7 separate regions of the Mus musculus genome follow, and regions 1, 3, 4, 5, 6 and 7 are each linked to region 2. The links are chromatin contacts, called in public Hi-C, HiCAR-type and promoter capture Hi-C maps. All regions are on one chromosome and are shown on one strand. Each heading gives the region's core, a stretch centred on a gene start, on an enhancer-like site or on the middle of the called end of the contact. The rest is flanking DNA. Distances are from core to core; before and after follow the strand shown. Region 1 holds the start of Spred2 (sprouty-related EVH1 domain containing 2). Region 2 holds the start of Etaa1 (Ewing tumor-associated antigen 1). Region 3 has its middle 53 kb from the start of 4933406G16Rik. Region 4 has its middle 19 kb from the start of Gm39602. Region 5 has its middle 24 kb from the start of Spred2. Region 6 has its middle 87 kb from the start of Gm39602. Region 7 has its middle 23 kb from the start of Gm39601.

Region 1 (3,118 bases), core at 61-2,560, 2.0 Mb before region 2:
AGAGACGGTGACAAGCCCGGGTCTCCCCGAGGGGCGAGCACAAGCACCTCTGACTAAGCACCGAGAGCTTTGTTCCCCTCGGGCCTGCGGGCCGGGCACACGCACGGGCACGCGCTCTCCCTCACATACATGCCAGGAGCGCGCTTCCCCGCACGCTCTCCCGCCCTCGCTGCACACGCTTCGGATCCGCCCCCAGTGCTGCCCCGACACCGCGGGGCGCGTGTGCCGGCCCACACGCGCGTGCACACACTCACGCGCGCCGGGACTCGGCAGGCTGCTCCCGCGCTCTGGCCGCTGCGAGGACCCGGGCGCACTGACCCTGTGCCGAGCCCGACTGGCCCTCCCCCAACTCCTCCGTGTTTTTATGAATGAAAATGTGGTATGCAAATGAGAGCGATTCAAGAAAACGAAATGGCGGAGCCCGGGCCCCAGAGGGCTCCGGAGAGGGCTATGGGAGGGCAGCAGTGCCAGGAGTCACAAAGTCACCATGCACACAGACCCATCGACCCCGGGATGCCCCGCGTGGAGGGCGTCAGAGCTTCCGCTCCCGCAGCCCGAGGACCGCCCCGAGGTCATTTGCGCGCCCTTGGCCCGGGCTGCGACCTGGACTTGCAGACCCCAGGCGGTTTCTGCCGTCTCCCCCAGCCAAGTCAAGAGCCTCGCGCATAGCCCCGACAGCTCAGCCAGCGGCTGCACCCCAGGCCAAGTTCCTCCGACGAGTCCCCTCCTGCGTCCTTGGCGGCGGCCCCCACACCACCCCTCCGGGCACCCGCGTCCCACCCGCGGCTAACTTACTCGTCCGGGTGTGTTTCTTCGGTCATTTTCTTGTTCACCTAGACGCCTGTCCCGCGGCATGCAGCCTGGCTCCCTTCATCTTCCTGTGCGCTCGCCCCCCTTCTTCACATCTCCGACATCTCCTGATTTGGTGGTGGAGGGGGGGAGCTAGAGATGAAGGGGGCGCCGAGGCAGGCGGGGAAATGGAGAGCCCCGAGATCAGGGCGAGGTCTGGGAAGGGGCACACCAGGCAGCGGACGCCGTGGGCCGGCCGGGCACGGCCCCGGGGCTCTGAGGGGGTGCAGAGGCGAGATTTGGGAAGGGGACCCGGAGGGGGAGAGCAGCAGAAAAACAAGCACGCTCCGGGCGGCGGGCGGGCAGTCGGCTGCGCTGGGGCCGGGCCGGGGTCGCCCCCGGGGACCGGGCCAATCAGGGTTCCGGGTAGTGCTCGGCGGCCGGGGGAGATGCGCCTGGGAGGCGGTGCAGGGCGCCCCGTCCGAGCCCCATCTCGCCACTCCACCGATTTACTCCATATTGGATTCTCAGCGCCGCCAACAGGAGGAGGAAGTAGGGCGGAAGCGATGACGTCTTCCCAGCGGCCAGAGGTGGTGGAGTGCAAAAAGCTTCCTACTTGCGACCAAAATAAAAGAGAGAGAGGAGAGAGAGAGGAAAAAAACACACTCACAAAACACTTTGTCCCGCCTACTGAGCGTGCCCCTCTTCTACTCCCCCTCCCGCTAGCTTCCAGTCAGGGAGGAGCCTCGGAACAGCATGGTTGGCACTGCGTTTGTCAGGATCCGAATCCTTGTCTCCGGTGCTCCGGGTTTTAGGAAGCCCAAGAGGGAGGAGGCGGGAGCCGAAGACAAGAGCACATCTGGCTCCCGTTTTGTCCCTCCCTCCTTCCAAACCTTCGGATTAAAAATCAAGGGGGGAGGTGGCGGAGGGCGGAGATGGGGAGGAGTTTAGATGTTGCCAGAGAGTTTGGGTTTGGAGAAACACTGCGGGGTGGGGGTTGGGGGCAGTGCAGGTGGCCTCCGCTGGCCTCCACACGATGGGATTACTGTCATGCAACACCATGCCCACCTAGAGCGGGCATATTTTTAAAAATATGTACGCAGAAAACAAAAGGCAAACAGCCATAAAACTTTGGCATTGCAGGCAGAGATGAAGTTTAAAGGTAACACCAAAGTAAATTATCCAGTCTGTGAATAACGTTTCTTGTCTCCAGCTCTTAGAAGTCTACTCTTAGTTTACTGGGTCACAGATTACTACCTTTGATGGGGTTTGGCCAAAGAGAGACCCAGGAACTCATTACTCCACCCCCGACCCGTCTTCCCTTCCCTTCCCTTCCCTTCCCTTCCCTTCCCTTCCCTTCCCTTCCCTTCCCTTCCCTTCCCTTCCCTTCCCTTCCCTTTCCTTCCCTTCCCTTCCTTTTTCTCTCTTTCTTTCTTTCTCTCTCTCTCTCTCTCTCTCTCTCTCTCTCCCTCTCTCTCTCCCTCCCTCCCTCCCTCCCTCCCTCCCCCCCCCTCTCTCTCTCTTTCTTTCCTTCCTTCTTTCTTTTTGAATGTGCGGGGGCAGAAGGAGGATGCATCCATGCATGTCAGCACCATTTGTGGGCAGAGAGGAGAGGCTGTTGGATCTCCTGGAACTGGTTGCTAGCCTCTGTGTAGGTCCTAGGAATTAAACCACAGTCTTATGGAAGATCTTAACTGCGAGCCATCTCTTCATACCTCTCTTTAAATTATTTTTCCTACCATGGCCTAGGACCTGCCTGAGGTTTTCTGAGAGGACCTATGCACCATCTAGACAACGAGCAGGATTGCACCCAGGGCTCAACTTGTGGATTTGCCTGGAATCTGAATTTGCGATATTAAAATCCATTTCAATTTTTGAAGGGGGCACCATGTTTTCACTTGACATGGATGACACCAATTACAGAGTCACTGGGTATTTCCTGAGGTCTTGCCATGGAATAAGGGACAGGGATTATGTCCTCAAGACTAATAGACATTTCTGTTCTCCTGAATATGCCATTAGAGACATTCCACTTAGATTTTAAATAGCTACGAAACAAACTGGGGGATGAAATATTTGCTTCAAAAATAGAAAATTGCTGGACTGGATAATCCCATTCTACGGAGGCTGGGGTAGGAGGATTGATAGTAGTTCAAGTCCAGCCTGGTCTACAAGTAGAATCCTAGGCTAGACATAGCTAGTAAGCAAAATCCAGTCTCAAACAAAACCACAAACAAAAAACAAACAAAACAAAAACAAAACAGCCGGGCATAGTGGATCATGTCCGTAATTCTAGTATTCTAGAAGCAAAAAGGTGGGTGGATCTCTG
Region 2 (3,132 bases), core at 60-2,559:
GACTATACACCAGTTTGGGAAGAATTGACTCTTTAACAGTAGTGAGTGACACAGACCACAAACACAGCATAGCCCTTTTTATTTTGGCCTTCAATTTATTTCTAAGGTGTTTTATAGTTCTCTCTGTAGAGTTGGCACTCTTTTGTTTTACTATTTATCGCAAATCATATTCTTTAAAAACTTAGAATTTGGTTTATTACTAATCTATTAAAGCACAATTAACCTCCGAGTTTCACTTTATTTGGGGCATGGAAGAAGGCACAACTACGCTGATGATTCTGTTCAGGACCTAGACCTGTGGTCCTAGCACTGACAAGCTTGAGACAGGAAGACCAGGAGTTCACAGCGAGACTGCATTAAATAAGGAGGCAGGGCACACATAAGACACTGTCTGAAAAACAAAAAGACAGACACACTTCATGATAAGGAAACTGGAGTGTTACAGATATAAAACCAAATAATCTTTATGGCTATCTTTAGTGCCCTAAGTAGCCATTAAGGACCCAGCTGTCAGGATTGGCATCCTGAAGGCTAGCAGGTAAAAACTTTGGAATGCACTGTTACCAGATCACTAACTTCCATCAACGAAAGGATGGGTCTCATAAATTATATCCTTACCTAAAGCCTATGGACGAATCATCTCCTGCTTTGCTGTAACCCACCTACTACCTGTTGTCCCCAACAAAGCGCCTGGCAAATGCTTTGTTTTTTGTTCTGTGACTGTTAAAGTCTGTGCGATTGCTTTTATATTGAAACATGTTTTTAGGCCAACCTGAATCAATGCTCCCTGGCCATGGAAATTATTACTTGATTCAAAATAAACACTATTTTATTCCTACTAAGATGACAGCTCTGTTTTGCATGTACAGTTTCCAGCGACTGTTAGTTTATTAAATTAATACGTTTTCCTACATTTTGGAGCTACGCACATAACAGAACATCTATGAACTATTGCGTTTATTACCTCCTAAACTATAGTCTTTATTTTCTCATATTATCGAATAACACACCATCATTTGAATCTTAGAAATAATCAATTAAATTTTAAATTCAATAAGAATCTGTCATTGTATATGAACTCTTTACTGTCTCACATACCAAGTTCCTGTCACAGATCCAGAAAAGGGTCCTGCAGTTCCTGCTAAGTTGGACGAGTCTGATGGTAGACCTCAGAAAACTCCTGTTTCCTCAGCCCTGGCCGCAGCCTTCTAACCCCGCCCCTCACACTGACGCAGCCAATCCGCACCATGCGTAGTAACCCGCCCCTAGACGGAGGCAGCCAATTAGAAGCAGCGTATTTTGCGCGCCCGACTTGCAAAGATGGCGCTGCACGGTGGCGCGCGGGCTCTCTGTCGAGCAGTTGCCCTGCTCCGCTGTAGCAAAATGTGAATGCAGCTGAAGGACGGTGGCACGGGAATGAGTCGGCGAAGGAAGCATGCGGACAGCCCTGCCCGGAGGAGCACGCCGCACAGGGCGGCTGCTAAGAACTGCCGCCCGGCGGCAGAGCCGTGGCTGCGGGAGTCCAGGGCGGCCTGCAGCTCCCAGCTCCGCCGGGCGGGAACGCGGTCTGCGCGGCGGGCGCAGCGGCAGGCAGCGGCTGACGGCGGGCGCAGTCCCCGGGGTGAGGAGAGGGCGGGGAGCGGAGCCTGGCGGTGCAGACCGGGCGGGAGGCCTGGGGCTGCAGAGCCGAGTCCGGTAAACCGGGCCTTTTCTGAACGTCTGGTTGTGGGCGGGGCCTGTGCCGTGGACTGTGTTCCGGAAACTGGGCACCTACGCTGGTTGTTGTTGTTTTCCTCGCTGTTTTGTTTTGCAAAAAGGGCCACCTCAGAAACCGTAGTGTGCTCCCGGAACTTGCTAGGTGTAACATCCGGTTAGCCCAGCAAACCGATGGCGCGTTCATTTCTGTAAACTTGGAGTTAAGAGATATCTATCCCAATAAGGACCAAACTCATAACCTCTATCCTAGGGTGTGTCCGTAAAATACAATGTCTGTTACCTTGCTTGTTTCTGCTATGAATAAAACGAGGCTGGGAAAGAAAAATAACATTGTAAACCTTCAAGTGATTCTAGACAGAGCTTCCCTAGAAACAAATCACTATTGGTTTTGGGGTGTATGGAGTAAAAAAAAAATTGGGTCGAGTTTACAGGAGGGGCCTTGTGAGAGTTTAGCTTGGCTTTCTGTTTGGATGCATTTCCTGTACATCTGCTGACGTCATGGAGGTACCTAAAGCCTGGTGATAGTAATTCAGTGATCAGATGGTATCATTCCTGGGCCTATGGAATTTTCAAAGAACACTTCCTAACTACAGTGCTAAACTTATGAAGTATTAAGATATTATTTTCATTGAAACATTTCTATTGTGGTTAAAGTAACTGTCTTTAGGAGACAAGCTTTGTATTGGACATGAAAATTAATTGTTTGACTTTAGCTTTTATGAAGTAACGTAACACTTAGAAGCAATGATTGTCATCTTATGCAGGAAAGGAGACGCCAGTACAAATCGTGAAAATGGATTTATTATCCTGTACCTTCAGTTCTCCAAATGATCCAGATGGACAAACTGATATCTTCTGGGATCAAAATTCTCCAATGACAAAGCAGTTAGGTAATCTGTTGTTATTTTTATGTGGGTAGGTGCTTGAAGAATTATTGTCGGTAAAATTTTAGTCTGGTAACATCATAATACAACGGTTTTGGGTTTTTTGTTTTGTTTTTTAGAACCTCATGTGTGATTTTTCTGTCTGATTCTAGGGTGGAGTCATTAAGTTGTACTGATTACAATTGTTTCCTAAAAAGTGACAACTGATTTTAGAATTCTTGGTCTAAAATTCATAGAAATGTCTTGTTTCTTTAGGTAAAGGAAGAAAAAAGCAGATTTCCAGTGCATACAGTGATGAGATTTCACATATTGTTAACCGTATTGCTCCTCAGGTAAGTATGGCAAATCTCATAGTTTATCAAACAGCAAAGATTGTATGTGGTGTACTTGCGTGGTTCTTTCATATGTAAAGTAACATGTTTATAGAGCAACCAAGGTTACATTTGGCTTTTCTGACTGCATGCCTTGAAAAAAGGAACAAACTGTAGAATGTGCAATATGGTCATATATCATAATCCATGGGAGATGGTTT
Region 3 (2,981 bases), core at 388-2,887, 1.2 Mb before region 2:
GGTTGAGGAATGTTGGCTCTATGTCTTCCCCCTACATTTATGGGCATCCCAAGCCATTCTAGGGGTTTATGGATAGAAAACTCTAAAAGTAAGTTAGACACAGCGGCACACACTTAGAAGCCCAGTATTTAGAAGGCTGAGATAAGAAATAAAATCAGAAGTTTAAGGTCATTCTCAGCTACACAGCGAGTTCAAGGCCAGCTACAATCTACTGAGATCCTGTAAAAAACAGAAAGCATGGCTGGAGGTAGGAGTAACAGAGGAGGAAAGGAGGGGAGAAGCCAGGTGTTGGAACACACCTTTATTTTAAGTAGAGGCAGGTGGATCTCTGAGTTCCCGGCCAGACTGCTCTACAGATCAAGTTAAGACAGCCAAGGCTACACAGAGAAACCCTATCTCTGAGGGGGGGGGGAAGGTGGGGAAGGGAAGGACAAAAAGAAAAGTCAACAGATTTAGTATACTTTTCCTGTGCAGAGAAAAATGAGGTTCACTGTTCTCTGACAGTCCCATTTTCTCAAGAGAGGGAGCAGAAGGGCCAGGCACTTCAGCTTGGGGGCTCCCCAGCTTCCCGCTTCATTATTTCATCCATTCACTTCTGGGAAGCATCCTAAGGAAAACTTAGATAATATCAGCTCAGTGATAAACCAAAGAGTAGGGCACAAAATTATACCCTTCGCTGTACACAGACCGAGGAGAATTCCTCGCAGGGTTACCTTGGCCAAAAGAAGAGCCCAGGAGCAATTTAGTTCACAAGACTGAAGTTTGATTTATCTTCAGCTTTTTAGGAACACATAACTGACATAAATCAAGATGCTGGGTAGAGTTTCCCATAAGAACTTTGTGTTACACTTCTAAGCTGAAAAAGAAACGCCCAGACAAATAGTTTCCTAGAACCTAAGGCTGAAAACATGTTTCCACAGAAGGTTTTTATTATTATCTTCTTAATGATATACATGGATGGACTTAAATCTCTTCCCTCTGCCTGCACAGCCAGATTCCATAATGTTTCCCAAGCAGACACTTGCATTGCTTTCTTGATTATTTCTGACAATGCTTAAAATATTTTCAGCTCAGAGTCTTAGCTCCATGGCAAACATGCCTGCCCCTACAGGAAGATGAAGCTGATAGGTGACAACTGTGTCCAGTAACCCCAAAACCAAGGTGAGGAGACTTGGGCAAGCTGAACTGGTGTTTGTGTCTGATTCTAATTTCTTTCCTAGCTATATAGTGTTATCACTCACAGTTCATCTGACTGTAAGAAGGAAGAAAGTGTGGCGAGCGAATGCCAGGCACTGCCCAACAGGTGTACAGGATGAGTGGGACATGTTTCAAACAATGACCCCAAACCCAATCCTTAGACAGACTGTTGTTTCTAGTGTTCACTGTCTAAACCAATGACATGTGTAGTAACTTGGTGAATATGACAGCTCCAGGGAAGGACAAACTTCCAACCACTAATGTCCTCTTTAAAGTCTGAGCTGATGATCCTATGCCAACATATTTGGCCAATGTCAGAGCATTTTAACTAAGTAGGCTCAATTGACTGTTTTCATCCAATTCTAGTTCATAATCCCTATTCAGGATAGAGTGTGCTGCAGCCTAATGAATGTGGTAATGGAATCCTTGTGTGTGTTTTTCCACAGCAGGGCGCAGATTAGCATAAGTGTCACATTCTGTAGGCTTGCCCGCTCATTTCTCAGGCATTGCTATGCTGGGGATTTTTTCAACTGGATAATAATAAGAGGAGTATGGCCCGCACATGCAGAGCGGACACAGTGTTTTCTGCATTCAGGGTGGAATAGATCTCACCTGGAGGGATGCTATGATAGATTAGCTTTGCACCTTTGCTTTAAGATGCAATATTTCATCCCAAGGACCTTGTAATCTGAGAAAAAGAATTGGATCGAGTTTCATGCAGAGTTTCAGGAAACACTGTCAACTCTGACCATGGGGCTGAGGAATTCTGCACCATTCTCTCAGCTCTTCACACTCATGATGAGTTCAAAGCTCTGGTTGCCAACCAAGATTAGAAATAATGGAGGTTTTGTTCTCAGAGATGCAAATGGGCAGAGGTGGGAGGCTGAAGAAATTAGCCCTGTTTCCCCTTTGCCTCCAGAATCTGCACATAGATGCAAAATGGAGAGTGTGCCTACAGAGAAAATGTTCCCCAGCTCTTTCTTCCTGTGGTCCTTAGCAAATCATGCCTTGACTAAATACAATGAATAGCATTTAGAAGTTTCCTCAAAATACAGCAATTAAGCATTCTAAGGACTTTGCATTTCTAGAAAACTATTACTGACTTTCAGATCCTAAGTTTTACAGTAACCAAGTTATTTGGAATAAATTAATGTCCATCTAAAGATCTGGTACTTATTCAAAATGGAATAATAGCTTTATTTCATATGTTTGTCCACTACTTTCTGCTGTGTTAGAAAATTATATCTCTGACTAAAATAACATTTAGAAATAAAGCTGTTTGCTAGGGCTATATGGCAATCAAACCTGCCATTTAGAGATGGGAATTAAATATTAATCCCATTTTACCTTTATTAATCATCATAACTCGATGCTAAAACTTCATTGAAAAATGTACCCAGCAATGGAATGCCATGAGTGTGTTTGAATTGGTTCCAGCCTGATCTAAGAAGGTTTAAAAAAGCCAGCCCCTCTCCTTTGGTGTTGGGACAGAGGATGGGTGTGCAAGGGATAAGGCCTTGCAAAAGAAACACAAATAAATCAGCCCCTGTCTCCATGTTGAGCTGTCTTGATGAGTCAGCTCTCCAGCAGCAGAAGCCACTGAGCTAGTTAACTGACAGCACGCCTGCAGAGGAGGACCATGCTGCAAATTCCCCAAGGCTGGAGTGTGGCCCCCACCATCGCCAGCCCCCATCCCTATCATCATCCATGCCTTCCTATATGACAGATGGAAACTGGGTAGCAAATGTATGTAAGACTCCAAGGAAAGGGGCTGTTAAGTCAAC
Region 4 (2,723 bases), core at 62-2,561, 1.8 Mb before region 2:
GTCCAATGAATTAATCTCTTAAACTTTTTATTGTGTGTATTCTGCATGTCCCTCCCTGAGATAAGCTGGCAGGGATGGGGGTGGGTGGGGGTGAGGGAGGAGAGCTGTGCTGTGGTCCCCGCCCTCACTGAACAGGGAGGAAATCAAACATCTTACTTCGTAACCAGACTATAAAATTATGAGAGGTGTTTATATGTGTTCTGAACAAAAACTGTAAGGGATTATGAAGTTCAAGACACATAAGGAAGGAACATGCCCCTTTCTGCGGGGTCCTCTGAGGGGCCTGTTTGGAGGATCTAACCTCTGAGCAGGCAGTTAAAGGACAGAAAACTTGCTGAAGGTTATAGAGATAATCAGGCAGAATTGAGATTCAAACTCAGGCCCGCCAGAGCCTATTCAGGTTCTATTCGAGTTGTCCCACTATACACATTTGAAACAACACTGAATCCAACCTTGGACTCTCTGCCACTTGCTACGATCTCCCCTGGGGTTATGGACTGAGAGCGGGTGTGAATTGGTGGCGGTGAGCCTGCAGCTTCCCTGTGGTGTGCACATCCCTCCTATTTTCTTCAAGGTTCTGTCTGGACTGCACTGGGGCACTGGCTGTATGGTGTCCACCGTTTCTTCTAATTGGGGAAGAAGCCAATTCCAAATACCTGGGAGAAGTTAAGTAAGGAGCTGAGGCCAGAGCTCAGAAACCTCTCCTACCTAGCCCTGTCCAGCCTCCCTCTCACCACTCTGCTCTGCTCCGTGCTGCCTGCTTCAGTCTAATGCTGTCTTGGAGAATGGCAGTCTGCCCTCAGAACTCCCTGACCTACACAGGGAGCCTTGGGAGGGTTGTTGGACTCCGCCCAGAACATTCCCATGTGTTTCCACCCGGTTGCTGTGCTCTTGGTGAGGTACCCTGCTGGACATGGCCACCCAGAGCTGAAATTTCAGCCAGGCACAGGGATGGGGATGGCCTAGTGTAGAAGCAGAAGCAAGAGATGTGTTGTTTCCCCCCTCTGTCTGCTGGTAGAAGGGCAGGGATTAGAGGTGTTGATGACTCTTTAAAAGTTCCACTGTACCCACTCCAAACCCCAGCCTGAGTGCAAAGGAAACTGCTTTCTTCTGCCTGAATTTTTGCCATCAAGCAGCGTTGCCTCTGCCTCAGTGCTCTCGATGAAATGCAGACCTTCTGGGGAGAAGGCGAGCTACAAAGTGCCGGCCACCTTGGCGTGAAGGAGGTTATTGTATCTTAAGTAGAGGAAAATAGGGATAGCAGCTTCCTTTGGTTCCAATTCTTCAGCATCCCCTTTGCAAAAAGCAACAGTACGTTATAGACACTAGGGGGCGCAAGTAGGCCAACAATGGCGCCTGTTACTTTTTACAGCTCTGAGAAACAAAGTTGGCATTATCGCTGTTTTCTTTTTCTTAAGAATCGGAGTTCTCTGAGATGGTATGAGTGAAAGCATTGGCTGCTTTGCTTCCCAGGACGTCCGTAGCCCTCAGAAAATGCAATGAAGAAATATTCAGAATGAAACATGGAAAGCGGATGGATACCCAAGAGATTTCATCAACGGTCTTCGGCACTGCTCTTGGCTGTTTTTAGTATGACAGTTTGTTAAACGTTTCTGAGAGCTAAAGTTCAAATGGGAACAGTGGAAAGGAACTGATTTGTCAAAATGCCTAGCAGTGCCCCTAATGTCACCAAAGTGGGGATGCAAATGTGCATATTTCTGAGTATAGAGAGTAAGCCCACTTGAAGAAAGGAGAAAAAGAAGTCTCCCTCACAGCCAAACACATATCTTACGTACCGTTCAGATGGCTGTTCTTACTGAATAAATCTTACTTAGCAACCTTCCACCAGAGCAAATAATAAATCACTCCCCAAAGCTCCAGGCATCGGGTTCTATCTGGGCAGTAAAACTCTGCAAATGCCCTGACAGCGTTTTGTGAAATCATAATTGCTTAGGGAAAGTGATTCTGGATATCTTAAAACGTACAGAATTAAAGCGAAGCTGTTCCTTTGAGGAAAATTACCCTAATGCTGCGTGCAGTATTCTTTATGTGAATCCTAGATTATAATCCACAGATCCCCATCGTTTCTGGGAAGAGTATATAACCATGCCTAGGTTTTATAGTCACTCCTGTGACCATCGGGGCAGAGGTGCTTCGTTATTTGTATAGTTAGTTTTAAGTGTGTTTATTTATCAGCATTCTCTGGAGAGCCACACCTCAAAACATGTAGTATCTAGCTATCCTTAAAGAAGGGCTGAGTTCTGGGCCCCCAGTTCATGTGTTAAAGTCTTAACATCTCCCCCTGTACCTCAGAATGTGCTTGCTCTCCATGGCTTGATCAGCTTGTTTTCTTATGGCACCCAGGATCACCAGCCAGGGGAGGCACCACCCACAATAGACCGGGCCCATTCTCATCAGTCACTAATAAAGAAAACACCCTACAGATTTGCCTACAGGCCAATCTTATGGAAGCATTTTCTCAGTTGGAGTCTTTCTTCTCAAATGACTCTAGCTTGTGTCAAGGTGACATAAAACTAGCCAGTACGGGACAGGTCATTAGGATGGCCTTGGGTCCAAAGGGAATGGTGTCTTTATAAGAGGAAAATACCAGTCAGACATAGTGGGACTCTGTGAGGACACAGAGGGAGGTAGTGTTGTCTACAAAGGGAGTTCCAGGATACGCAGAGAAACCCTGTCTCGGAAAACAAAACAGAACAAGGCAT
Region 5 (3,103 bases), core at 308-2,807, 1.9 Mb before region 2:
GGAGTTAAAGAGGTGCTGAGAATCAACCCTGGGGCCTCTGCAAGAGCAACAAATGCTCTTAACTGCTAAGCCATCTCTCCAACCCCAAGATATAGCTCTTCATGGTCTTTTCTTTCTTTCTTTCTTTTTTTAAGAATTATTTATTTATTATATGTAAGTACACTGTAGCTGTCTTCAGACACTCCAGAAGAGGGAGTCAGATCTTGTTACTGATGGTTGCTGGGGATTGAACTCAGGACCTCTCGAAGAGCAGTCAGTGCTCTTAACCTCTGAGCCATCTCTCCAGCCCCTTGACTCAAACTGGCTATGTGGCTGAGAGTGCCCTCAGCCTTCGGTTTCGACTGCCTTCCCTCCCCCCATTCTGGGGGAGGAGGCTGGGATTATAGTCTGTACCACCAGCTCAGTCTTACAGGATACGGATGCTTGAATGCACAGCTCTCTATCATGTTAGGAAAGCACACTGCTGACCTAGCTAATCCCTAGGTCTTTCCTTATGTTCTTAATGGTTGCTTCTTGCCTCCTAATGTTTCTGGAAGGGACTTGACTGACTTCTTGGGCAAAAGCTTCTGTTAGTTTCTACCATAGTGGGAGCAGGAAGTGGTGTGTTGTTCCTTAAGTTAAACATAACAAATCAGAGTAAGAGAGGAACACCTGAGACTGCAACAACCCCTATGGTTCTTGTGTTCTCTAGGCATTCCAGCGCAAGCACCTACGTTGTGGCACCAATGTCTGCAGTGCAGCCATCTCACAGGAGATCCTGCAGCCGCCTTTGCATCCGTACTTACTCTCTAGTCCACACTCCATCAGCTTCATGTTCCTTCATTTCCTGCTTAACGCTAATCCTGCTATCGCCAGGAAAATCCCATTCCAGGTTTTCAATGTTTCAAGCCATCCCCCTCTAACCACTCCCTCTGTGTCAGGGTCTCCTCTCTCCTCTTGTATTTAAGGCTGTCCTCAAACTCACTATGTAGCCCCAGACTGGCCTTGAACACAGTCCTCCTGTCTTGCTTTCTCAAGTGGCATGTGCCACTTTCCCACCCCCACCCCACTTCATTTCTTTTTTCTATCTTCAACTTTTTCCTTTATCACACACCGTTCACTGCTGGCCATCAAATTTGTTTCATCCTAAAAAGCAATTCCGTACTTGCCTATGTATTTCCCTCTAAATTCCGCATACGGGGCTGTCCGTGGGAAACTAAAAGAGGAGAAAGGACTCCTATAGAATAGTGGTTTCTGAGCAATAAAGCTAACTGAGAAAGGGGATGTGGAGGTTTTGGCAATGACTCTGGGTAAAGAGCTTGCTCTGCACGCATGAAGACCTGAGTTCAAATCTCTAATGCCCACAATAAAAGCTGGGCCAGGCAGCATGTGTTGCCATCCTAGCACTATTGGATCAGAGGCAGGCAGATCCCTGACGCTTACTGGCCAGCCAGCCCACCCAAATCAGTGAGCCCCAGATTCAGCAAGAGACTCTGCCTCAAAAACTAAGGCAGATGGGCTGGAGAGAGAGCTCAGTGGGAAAGAGCGCCTGCTGTGCAGAGTTTGGATCCTAACACCCGTGGGAAAAGCAGGGCATGGCTATAAGTGACTGTCATCCAGTTCCATGGGGGAGAGAGACAGGAGGAGCATTGCGGCAGGCCAGCAACCTATCCAGGTTCAGTGACAAACTTGTCTCTAGAAGGTAAGCCTGAAAGGGAGGGTACCCACCATCCTTCTCTGGCTCCTAATACCTCTCCTCTCCTTCCCTCCCTCCCTTATTTGCTCTTTCTCTCCTTCTCCACTGCCCCAACCCCCTGCAAGACACAGACTCACACAACAAACTTCCTATTTTTCTCTCCCCACATAGCTACACACACACACACACACACACACACACACACACACACACTGAAGGATATCAGATAGCAATGTGACGTGAATCAGGTAAACACGTAGGCGAGGATGGAATAATGAATGAAGAAAGGAGATTTAGTAAGTGAGTTGAGGACGTTTATTGGTCCATGTATAAAGTGAATAAAATGAATAGCGGCTGCCCATGTTATTGAGTAACGACATAAACTGCAGTTAAAAACACAAGAGAGGTTAGGTTTGGTTGGGAGCAGTTCTAGACCAGCCTGGGCTGTTGAGTGAAACCACATCTCAAACAAAGCAAACAAACAAACTCCACAAACCTCAGAACAAGTTTCCCTTTACCCCCTTGTCACCCCACTTGGTCCTCCTCAGCCACTGGGCAGATTGTCTATGGATTGGTGATGAGAGTTGATGGCAGATTAAGACAGACAGACAGACAGACAGACACACACACACACACACACACACACACACACACACACACACACACACAGGTAAAGCTGCCTGGAATATCCCTCTATACAGGGTGGGCCCGGGGATGGGAGAGCTTTGGAGCATGGCTTGCTGCCAGTCTTGAGGACTCTCGGCTTAAGAAGGTCCTAGACTCCCCTTCCTTTTCCTCTGGTGCAACACTGCTCGTGAAAATGCACTTCTCACATCTACTTTCCCTGAGTTTCTCTACACTGAAGTCTTCTCATTCAGTGTAGAGTTGTGCTCCTGACACTCGAAGCAAAGCAGATGGTTTTCCCTCCCCATAAGCAGGCAGCCATCTGGTGAGGGGGCATTTGGCTCAGGCTTGGGGAAGGAAGCAAGCCACCCAAGAATTCTACCTTATGCTCAAAATGCCATCATCCGTGATCATAACTAATGTTTATTGAGCACTTACTATGTGCCAGGCCCTGTTCTAAGTGCATCACATGTATCACAGTAATTCACTCACCATGAGACATAAGACTATTAATAGCAAAACCGTTAGGGACGGGAGAAACTAGGCACTGAAAGGTTAATTACTGGCTTAGGATATAGTTCAGTGGTAGAGCATGTGCCTATCTCACAGGAGACTTTGAGTTCAAGTCATAGCACAAGGAGAGAGACATGCACAGACAGAAACAGAAACAGAGAGAAACACACGAGAGAGAGAGAGAGAGAGAGAGAGAGAGAGAGAGAACCTGAATGATTGCATGATTGCTTTGTTGAGTTTAAGCAGAGGCAGGATGACTGCTGGTATTTCAGAGCCATCCTGGTCTACATA
Region 6 (2,813 bases), core at 298-2,797, 1.9 Mb before region 2:
GCTTTGATACGTAATGAGTTCGAGGTCATCCTGAGCTAGGTGAGACTGTCTCAAAAGCTAAAATCAAGGGCTGGAGAAATGGCTCAGTGGTTAAAGACCCGAGTTCAAATTCTAGCACCCACATGACAGCTTATAAGTGTCTGTAACTCCAAGATCTGACACCCTCAGACAGACATACATGGAGGGAAAACACCAACACACATAAAATAAAGATAAATAAAAAAATTTAAAAAGAGGAAAAAAAAAATTAAATCAAGCATTACCACCACTACCAACCCCTCCCCCAACCCCCACAACAGAAAACCAAGACGGCAAAGATCTGAAAGTCTTTTCATGTTTGCCAAATTTCTATTGTGTTAAAACAAGTTGCCAAAGATTCCAGGGTTCTCCAGAATTTCTGTTCACCAGAGTTCCGAAAATACTGGATTATTAGTTTGAGCTCAGCTACTTCGCCTGTTTGGTAGCCAGCGCTATAAGCAGAGGCACAAACAGGCGCGCTGGCTCCCTCTCGTGGACAGCATGGAGAAGACACGAGAAGAAAAGGGTGTAGAATCCCAAAGCAGTGTTTCACTGAAATAGACCCAAGCGATGTGGTCTGTAAACCAGCGTCTGAGGAAGTGTTGCATTTTGCTGGATAAGGTAAAAAGGACGGTCCACTGGAGGGGGGTTGTAAGACTTATAAACGGAATGTGCAGGTAGTGAACCAACAAGCGTCAGCCACTTGTTCAGCTCAACCGCAGTAAATGTTCCTGTGAGGGGAAATTCCCAAAACCAAACCCCATAGGGATCTTTCTCCTCCCTCTGTCGTCTCACAATTGGGAGACGCAAAGGGGATGCCAGAGTTCCCTCCGACCAGGGATCCCCAGTATAGCTTGGTCCCACCTTAGCATCATGGGGCTGCCTGGGCAGGAGCATGGGACCCCATGTCTCTAGCTCATTTCCTGTCAGGTGTTCTACTTAAGCCATCCAGCAGCCCTAGAGGGCTTCCAGGCCTCTCTGCCAAATCGAAGAGACTGTGTGCTCAGGGAGATTGGTTGAGGTCTCAGGCTTTTTCTCTCAAAAGGCCCGTGGGGGCGTGAGGTGGGGGAGGTGTTCTTGCTCACCTGTCTGACATTCTCTTTTGTGGTCTCTAGGTTGTTTTTGTCTTAGTTTTCTTTCAATACTTGGCCTCTTGTAGTCCAGGGTAGTCTCAACCTAGGTAGGCAGTAGAAGATGCCCCTCCCTCCTTCCTGCCTGCCTGCTGGGGTTACAGGTTCCTGCTCTTTTGTTTAGATGGTAAAGAGGCAGAAATATTTCTAAGTACTAGGACAGCTCATGATAGTGGCACTCACGAGTACCCAAGATCCATCTGCCTCCCGACTTAGTGTGGAGGTCACTTACTCCAGAAAGACCCCCGTTGAGTCCCCCAGGCACCATGAGGCAATTCTGTCATGATTCTGTGGGAGAGGAGGCATTCTAGAGGAAGTGATAATGTGAACAAGCTGAGCTCTCTGGTTAGCTGCCGGCAGCTGCCTGTGAGGATGATCTGTCCTCTCAGCTCCCTGCTGAGACAGGGCCCTGCCTCCCTGCTTTGGGTGTGTCAGCCCAGAATGCCTTCCAGGGGCTGTAGGGGCCTTCCCCAGCTTCTCCCTGCCTAAATGCCACTGCGGTGCTGTGCCTGCAAGCCTCCAGCTGAGGAACGAGCTCCTTTGGGGTGGGTGGATGCCAGGGCTGGATCATGTGCAGGCAGGCAGAGAGGCGCATGGATGCAGGAGAGAAGGAGGTGGCTGATAATGGGCAGTGGGCAGGGGAATGGGGAATGAGGAGGTGTGGGAGAGGCCTGATGACCCGCAGTCAGGTTTAGCCAGGTGGAGGAAGAGGGCCTGCTGGGGAAGGACTTTGAAGGAGTAGATACCTGGAGGTCAACTCTGCAGCCTAGCCTGCGGCCACTTGGAGTCACTTCTTACCACTTCATTGGCTGACCAGAGCTCCAGGCCTCCAGGCAGCAGCTGTGTCGTGGGTCCCCTGCTTGACCCTAGGGTTTCAGGGAAAGCTTCCCATAATGAAATTCTGGGCTGAGTTTCAAGAATGAGAAAGGATGTTCCAGGGAAATAGAGCACCCTACTTAGATGTGGGCAGGAAGGACCCTGCCTGTGTGCTAGGCTGCGGAGGGCATGCCACGCCTCTGGGATGTGAAGTCTGCAGAACTGTGAGTGGGCACATTCCAGCCCAGCTACCCGTCGGGGAGCCCTGGAAGCTTGAGGGTTGGTGCTTGGAGTGAGGAAGGACAATAGTCGCAAATGTCACGTGGTCATCGAAGAGGCCCAGAGTGTCCAGAGCCCTGCAGTTCCTAACATTACAAGGGACATCCTGTGCCAGCAATTTCAGTGGATAGTGAGGCAGGCCCCCAGGGGTCAGTGGAGACAGGAGGTCAGAAGGAGGAAGCAGAGAGCAAAGACAACCAAGACGAGATCAACTCTCAACAATGGGCTAACAGGATTAAAACAAAACAAAACAAAACAAAACAAAACAAAACAAAACAAAACAAAACAAAACAAAACAAAACACCAGAAACAAAACAAACAAAACCTCAGTGGAGAAGGAGGACCAGAGGCAGAGGGGGCTGTGTCAGCTCTCTGATGTATTTAATGGAATTATGAAGTGTATGTGTTTAAAGAAAGCAAATGATGTAGTAAGTGATGTTCAGATGAAAACCAAACTTTAGAGCAAAGTGGGAAGTCAGGAAGAGGGCCAATGGTGGTCACAGCCAGCCAAGGCCCACTACTCTAGGGTCAGAGAGGATGTGGAGTGACAAGGCAGGCAGGCTCCCTGTC
Region 7 (2,719 bases), core at 92-2,591, 1.7 Mb before region 2:
GTATGTGTGTGAGTTACAGTGCATGTGTGGAGGTCAGAGGACATCTTGAAGGAGTCAGTTTTCTCTTCCACCATGTGTAGTCCAGGGATTAAACTTAGGTCATCAGGCTTGGTGGCCAGTGCCTTTAACTGCTGAGCATCTCACTGGGCCCCATAATTGTATTTTATGTGTGTTTCTGTTTGAAGGCATCTCCTTTAGTAAATATTTATGGTGAACTACTATGAGCTGCATAATCAAGAGACACAACCTGCTGGATGCAGCTGGGTGCTTACCTGCATGGAGTATACCATAGCTGCCTGAAACATGGGACATCAGATAAGCTGAGCCCTCAGCAGCCATTTTAGTTTGTTTACTTATCTTTCATTGTTCATTAAATTTGTCTTTAACTAGTACATAAAACATGAAAATTATATATTAGTGGGGCATTGTTTTAACATATATACATATATATGTACACATACACACATCATACATACATACATACATATGTGTGTGTGATATGAAGTCATGTTAAAATATTTACTCAAACATTTATCAATTCTTCATTGTGGAAACTTTCAAAACCCTTTTGGCTTTGTAAAATGTATACTGAACTACTCTTCTCTATAACCGTGCTCCAGTGTAAGGGGGAATCAGGATAGCTTCCTCCTGTGCAACTCAGCAGTTACTGATCCAGGGTTACTGATCCCATGTTCCAGGGTCAATTTTATACAGCAAAACCACTAACAAAAAAGTAAAAATACAAAACAACTGGTCGTAAGTAGGCATCAAGAAGGATGCTTGTTTATAGCAATCCAGCTGAAGCAATGCAGAGTTTTGCCTTGTGCCAGCTCAGTAGTGGAGTGTGAGCACTGAGCAAGCTCAGTGCCTTGCAGCTCTGCCCATGGCTGTGAGCAGCTTCAACAGGACTGTCTGGGATTATAAATAAACTTGGGTGAGCCTACAGGTTCCGAATTACGGTCTCCACAAATGAGACTGGGCTGCAATTTGATAATTGGTGTTGAAAAGCAAACTTAGGGTTTGGAGAGAGATTGAAATTTTCAACAGGCTTTCTGGGCTCTTAATACTTGTTTAACTGCGAATCCCACAGAAAATTTCTCCAGGATCGAGTGGGAAAGAAGTGGAAGGAAGGAGCTGTGGTACTCATGGACAGAAGCAGAAAAGGGAAGGGCTGTGTGAAGCCCCAGGAATCTAGAAGCAAAGATCTCCGCGGCCAGGGGAAGGGAGGACAAAATGGGGCTGGGTAAGATGAAATGAGCAGGCAGCAGGGTGAGGCCACAAGGAACGCAGTGTGGCCTGGGAACGCGGCAACAGCACGCTGACTCAGACGCTTTTGGCCCAGGACTGCTACTGCTCTGCCTTGCTCTGAGCCCTGTAGTAGTCTCTTGAACCTTCTACCCTGTAGTATCCCTGTGGCCTGACCTGGAAGGTGCAGGGCTCTGGCTCTGGTCTTCTAGCCACATGAGAGATTTCTTGGGCAGAAGCCCTGTGCTATGGACTTCCTTGCAGATGATTTAAGCAAGGACACAGCCCTGCTTTTCGCTTACAGGGAGAAAATTGAAGCTAGAGATCTGATCCTTTAAGAGGCCTTTGAACTTGTAAACCCAGACACATATGTGTCAAGAATGGAAACTGGCAAAGACTGTACCCCATAGTTTGAACTTAATTGCTTTTGGTATGCACTTGAAAAAGATAAAATACCCTAAGACATTTAACTTTAGAAACTCTCTCTGTTATACTGCACAGTAAGTAATTTTCACAAGGATTTGGCTGAGATAGATATTCAGGATCGACACGCAGGAATGGTTTCAATATGTGGTGGGCCAAGAAAAACAAAGTCACTGTGACCCACACTTTGCAGATCTAAGAGGGACAGAGGAGCAAGTAGCGATAATTAATTCCAGTTTTGGAGAAATACTGTAACTCTACAGCCACACGCCTCTGTCTTCACCCTGTTCTGTGTTTCTTGGGGGAAGGGATATAGAGTCTCAACCCAGGGCATATAGTATAGGAGATGGTTGTATAGTGAGGGCCTGCTAGCTGCCAAGTGAGGGCAGAGCTTTGTGTGGTCTGCAATGTAGGAACGACAGAATGAGCTGCTCCATTTGGAAGAATGCTCCGCAGTGATCTTCAGCGAGGAAGCCTGGTGGTCGCTCCGCTGGCTGTGGGGCTGTAGACAAGTAAAGGTGATGCTGCTGCCCAGGTACTTTGACCCCTGTGGTAGTTTGAATGCAAATAACCCCCACAGGCTCATGTGCGAATGCTTGGCCCCCAGTTAGCATTTTGATAGCTAAGTATCAAGAGTGTGGCCTTGTTGGAGGAGATATGTCACCGTGGGTGGGTTTGAGAAATCAATAGCCCATTCCATTCTCTCTGCCTCTTGGTTTCTTCTCAAGAGATAAGCTCTTAGCTACTGCTCCAGCATCATGCCTGCCTGTGGCCATGTCCTCCATCATGATAGTCATGGACTCACTCTCTGAAATTGTAAGCTCCTGCCTTAGTTATTGTTCTATGGCTGTGAAGAGACACTGTGACCAAGACAGCTTATAAAAGAAACTGGGAGCTTGCTTATAGTTTCAGAAGGTTAGTCCATGATCATCTGGAGGGGCATATGCAGACAGGCAGGCAAGAGGCAGGCGGGCAGGCATGACACTGGAGTAGTAGCTGAGAGCTTACATCTGAGCTATGAACCCAAGGCAGAGATAGACTATACTTGGCA

What was found. Promoter capture Hi-C pulls out the DNA fragments that hold promoters and counts their contacts. Hi-C and Micro-C count contacts between places; a contact is called where the count stands out from the background. HiCAR-type assays count read pairs that join an accessible place to other places. Capture Hi-C pulls out chosen DNA fragments and counts their contacts.
Region 1: a contact with region 2 is called in a promoter capture Hi-C map of liver, with 2.7 times the contacts expected there. The contact joins the promoter of Spred2 here to the promoter of Etaa1 in region 2. A contact is called at or near these places in 2 of 39 promoter capture datasets (hippocampal neurons and pre-B cells), 5 of 115 datasets of contacts at active chromatin or transcription factors (astrocytes, embryonic forebrain, embryonic stem cells and 1 more) and 1 of 9 other capture datasets (liver).
Region 3: a contact with region 2 is called in a HiCAR-type map of astrocytes, with 4 times the contacts expected there. The contact joins the enhancer-like site here to the promoter of Etaa1 in region 2. A contact is called at or near these places in 1 of 39 promoter capture datasets (hippocampal neurons), 1 of 115 datasets of contacts at active chromatin or transcription factors (astrocytes) and 1 of 9 other capture datasets (adipose tissue).
Region 4: a HiCAR-type map of astrocytes shows a contact between it and region 2, with 9 times the contacts expected there. The contact joins the enhancer-like site here to the promoter of Etaa1 in region 2. A contact is called at or near these places in 13 of 39 promoter capture datasets (the 3T3-L1 cell line, 3T3-L1-derived adipocytes, cranial neural crest and 7 more), 1 of 484 Hi-C or Micro-C datasets (cortical neurons), 1 of 115 datasets of contacts at active chromatin or transcription factors (astrocytes) and 1 of 9 other capture datasets (adipose tissue).
Region 5: a contact with region 2 is called in a promoter capture Hi-C map of hippocampal neurons, with 6 times the contacts expected there. The contact joins the enhancer-like site here to the promoter of Etaa1 in region 2. A contact is called at or near these places in 2 of 39 promoter capture datasets (hippocampal neurons and liver) and 2 of 115 datasets of contacts at active chromatin or transcription factors (astrocytes and embryonic stem cells).
Region 6: a promoter capture Hi-C map of hippocampal neurons shows a contact between it and region 2, with 7 times the contacts expected there. The contact joins the enhancer-like site here to the promoter of Etaa1 in region 2. A contact is called at or near these places in 5 of 39 promoter capture datasets (the 3T3-L1 cell line, cranial neural crest, hippocampal neurons and 2 more), 1 of 115 datasets of contacts at active chromatin or transcription factors (astrocytes) and 1 of 9 other capture datasets (adipose tissue).
Region 7: a contact with region 2 is called in a Hi-C map of uterus, with 2.4 times the contacts expected there. The contact joins the enhancer-like site here to the promoter of Etaa1 in region 2. A contact is called at or near these places in 6 of 39 promoter capture datasets (the 3T3-L1 cell line, the HPC-7 cell line, cranial neural crest and 3 more), 1 of 484 Hi-C or Micro-C datasets (uterus) and 1 of 115 datasets of contacts at active chromatin or transcription factors (astrocytes).

The regions. Positions count from the first base shown.
Region 1 is chr11:19,922,634-19,925,751 of GRCm38.p6, reverse strand. Spred2 (sprouty-related EVH1 domain containing 2) reads right to left here and starts at 1,310. Exons shown (of 6, transcript NM_033523.4): 1 at 796-1,310. The coding sequence starts at 821.
Region 2 is chr11:17,952,052-17,955,183 of GRCm38.p6, reverse strand. It overlaps Etaa1 (Ewing tumor-associated antigen 1), which reads left to right and starts at 1,309. Exons shown (of 6, transcript NM_026576.4): 1 at 1,309-1,621; 2 at 2,481-2,606; 3 at 2,856-2,932. The coding sequence starts at 1,390. Etaa1os (Ewing tumor-associated antigen 1, opposite strand) reads right to left here and starts at 1,214. Exons shown (of 3, transcript NR_131915.1): 1 at 1,099-1,214.
Region 3 is chr11:19,117,112-19,120,092 of GRCm38.p6, reverse strand. No RefSeq gene overlaps it. Among named protein-coding and RNA genes, the nearest start is that of 4933406G16Rik, 53 kb to the right of the region's middle. Within about 2 kb of position 1,637, at least 14 of the 459 cell types and tissues checked have an H3K27ac peak or open chromatin away from gene starts, as enhancers often do. A contact at or near this core is called in astrocytes, where this site is marked.
Region 4 is chr11:19,759,864-19,762,586 of GRCm38.p6, reverse strand. No RefSeq gene overlaps it. Among named protein-coding and RNA genes, the nearest start is that of Gm39602, 19 kb to the right of the region's middle. Within about 2 kb of position 1,311, at least 34 of the 459 cell types and tissues checked have an H3K27ac peak or open chromatin away from gene starts, as enhancers often do. A contact at or near this core is called in adipose tissue and astrocytes, where this site is marked.
Region 5 is chr11:19,899,360-19,902,462 of GRCm38.p6, reverse strand. No RefSeq gene overlaps it. Among named protein-coding and RNA genes, the nearest start is that of Spred2, 24 kb to the left of the region's middle. Within about 2 kb of position 1,557, at least 8 of the 459 cell types and tissues checked have an H3K27ac peak or open chromatin away from gene starts, as enhancers often do. A contact at or near this core is called in hippocampal neurons, where this site is marked.
Region 6 is chr11:19,828,530-19,831,342 of GRCm38.p6, reverse strand. No RefSeq gene overlaps it. Among named protein-coding and RNA genes, the nearest start is that of Gm39602, 87 kb to the right of the region's middle. Within about 2 kb of position 1,547, at least 77 of the 459 cell types and tissues checked have an H3K27ac peak or open chromatin away from gene starts, as enhancers often do. A contact at or near this core is called in hippocampal neurons, where this site is marked.
Region 7 is chr11:19,639,988-19,642,706 of GRCm38.p6, reverse strand. No RefSeq gene overlaps it. Among named protein-coding and RNA genes, the nearest start is that of Gm39601, 23 kb to the right of the region's middle. Within about 2 kb of position 1,341, at least 41 of the 459 cell types and tissues checked have an H3K27ac peak or open chromatin away from gene starts, as enhancers often do. A contact at or near this core is called in uterus, where this site is marked.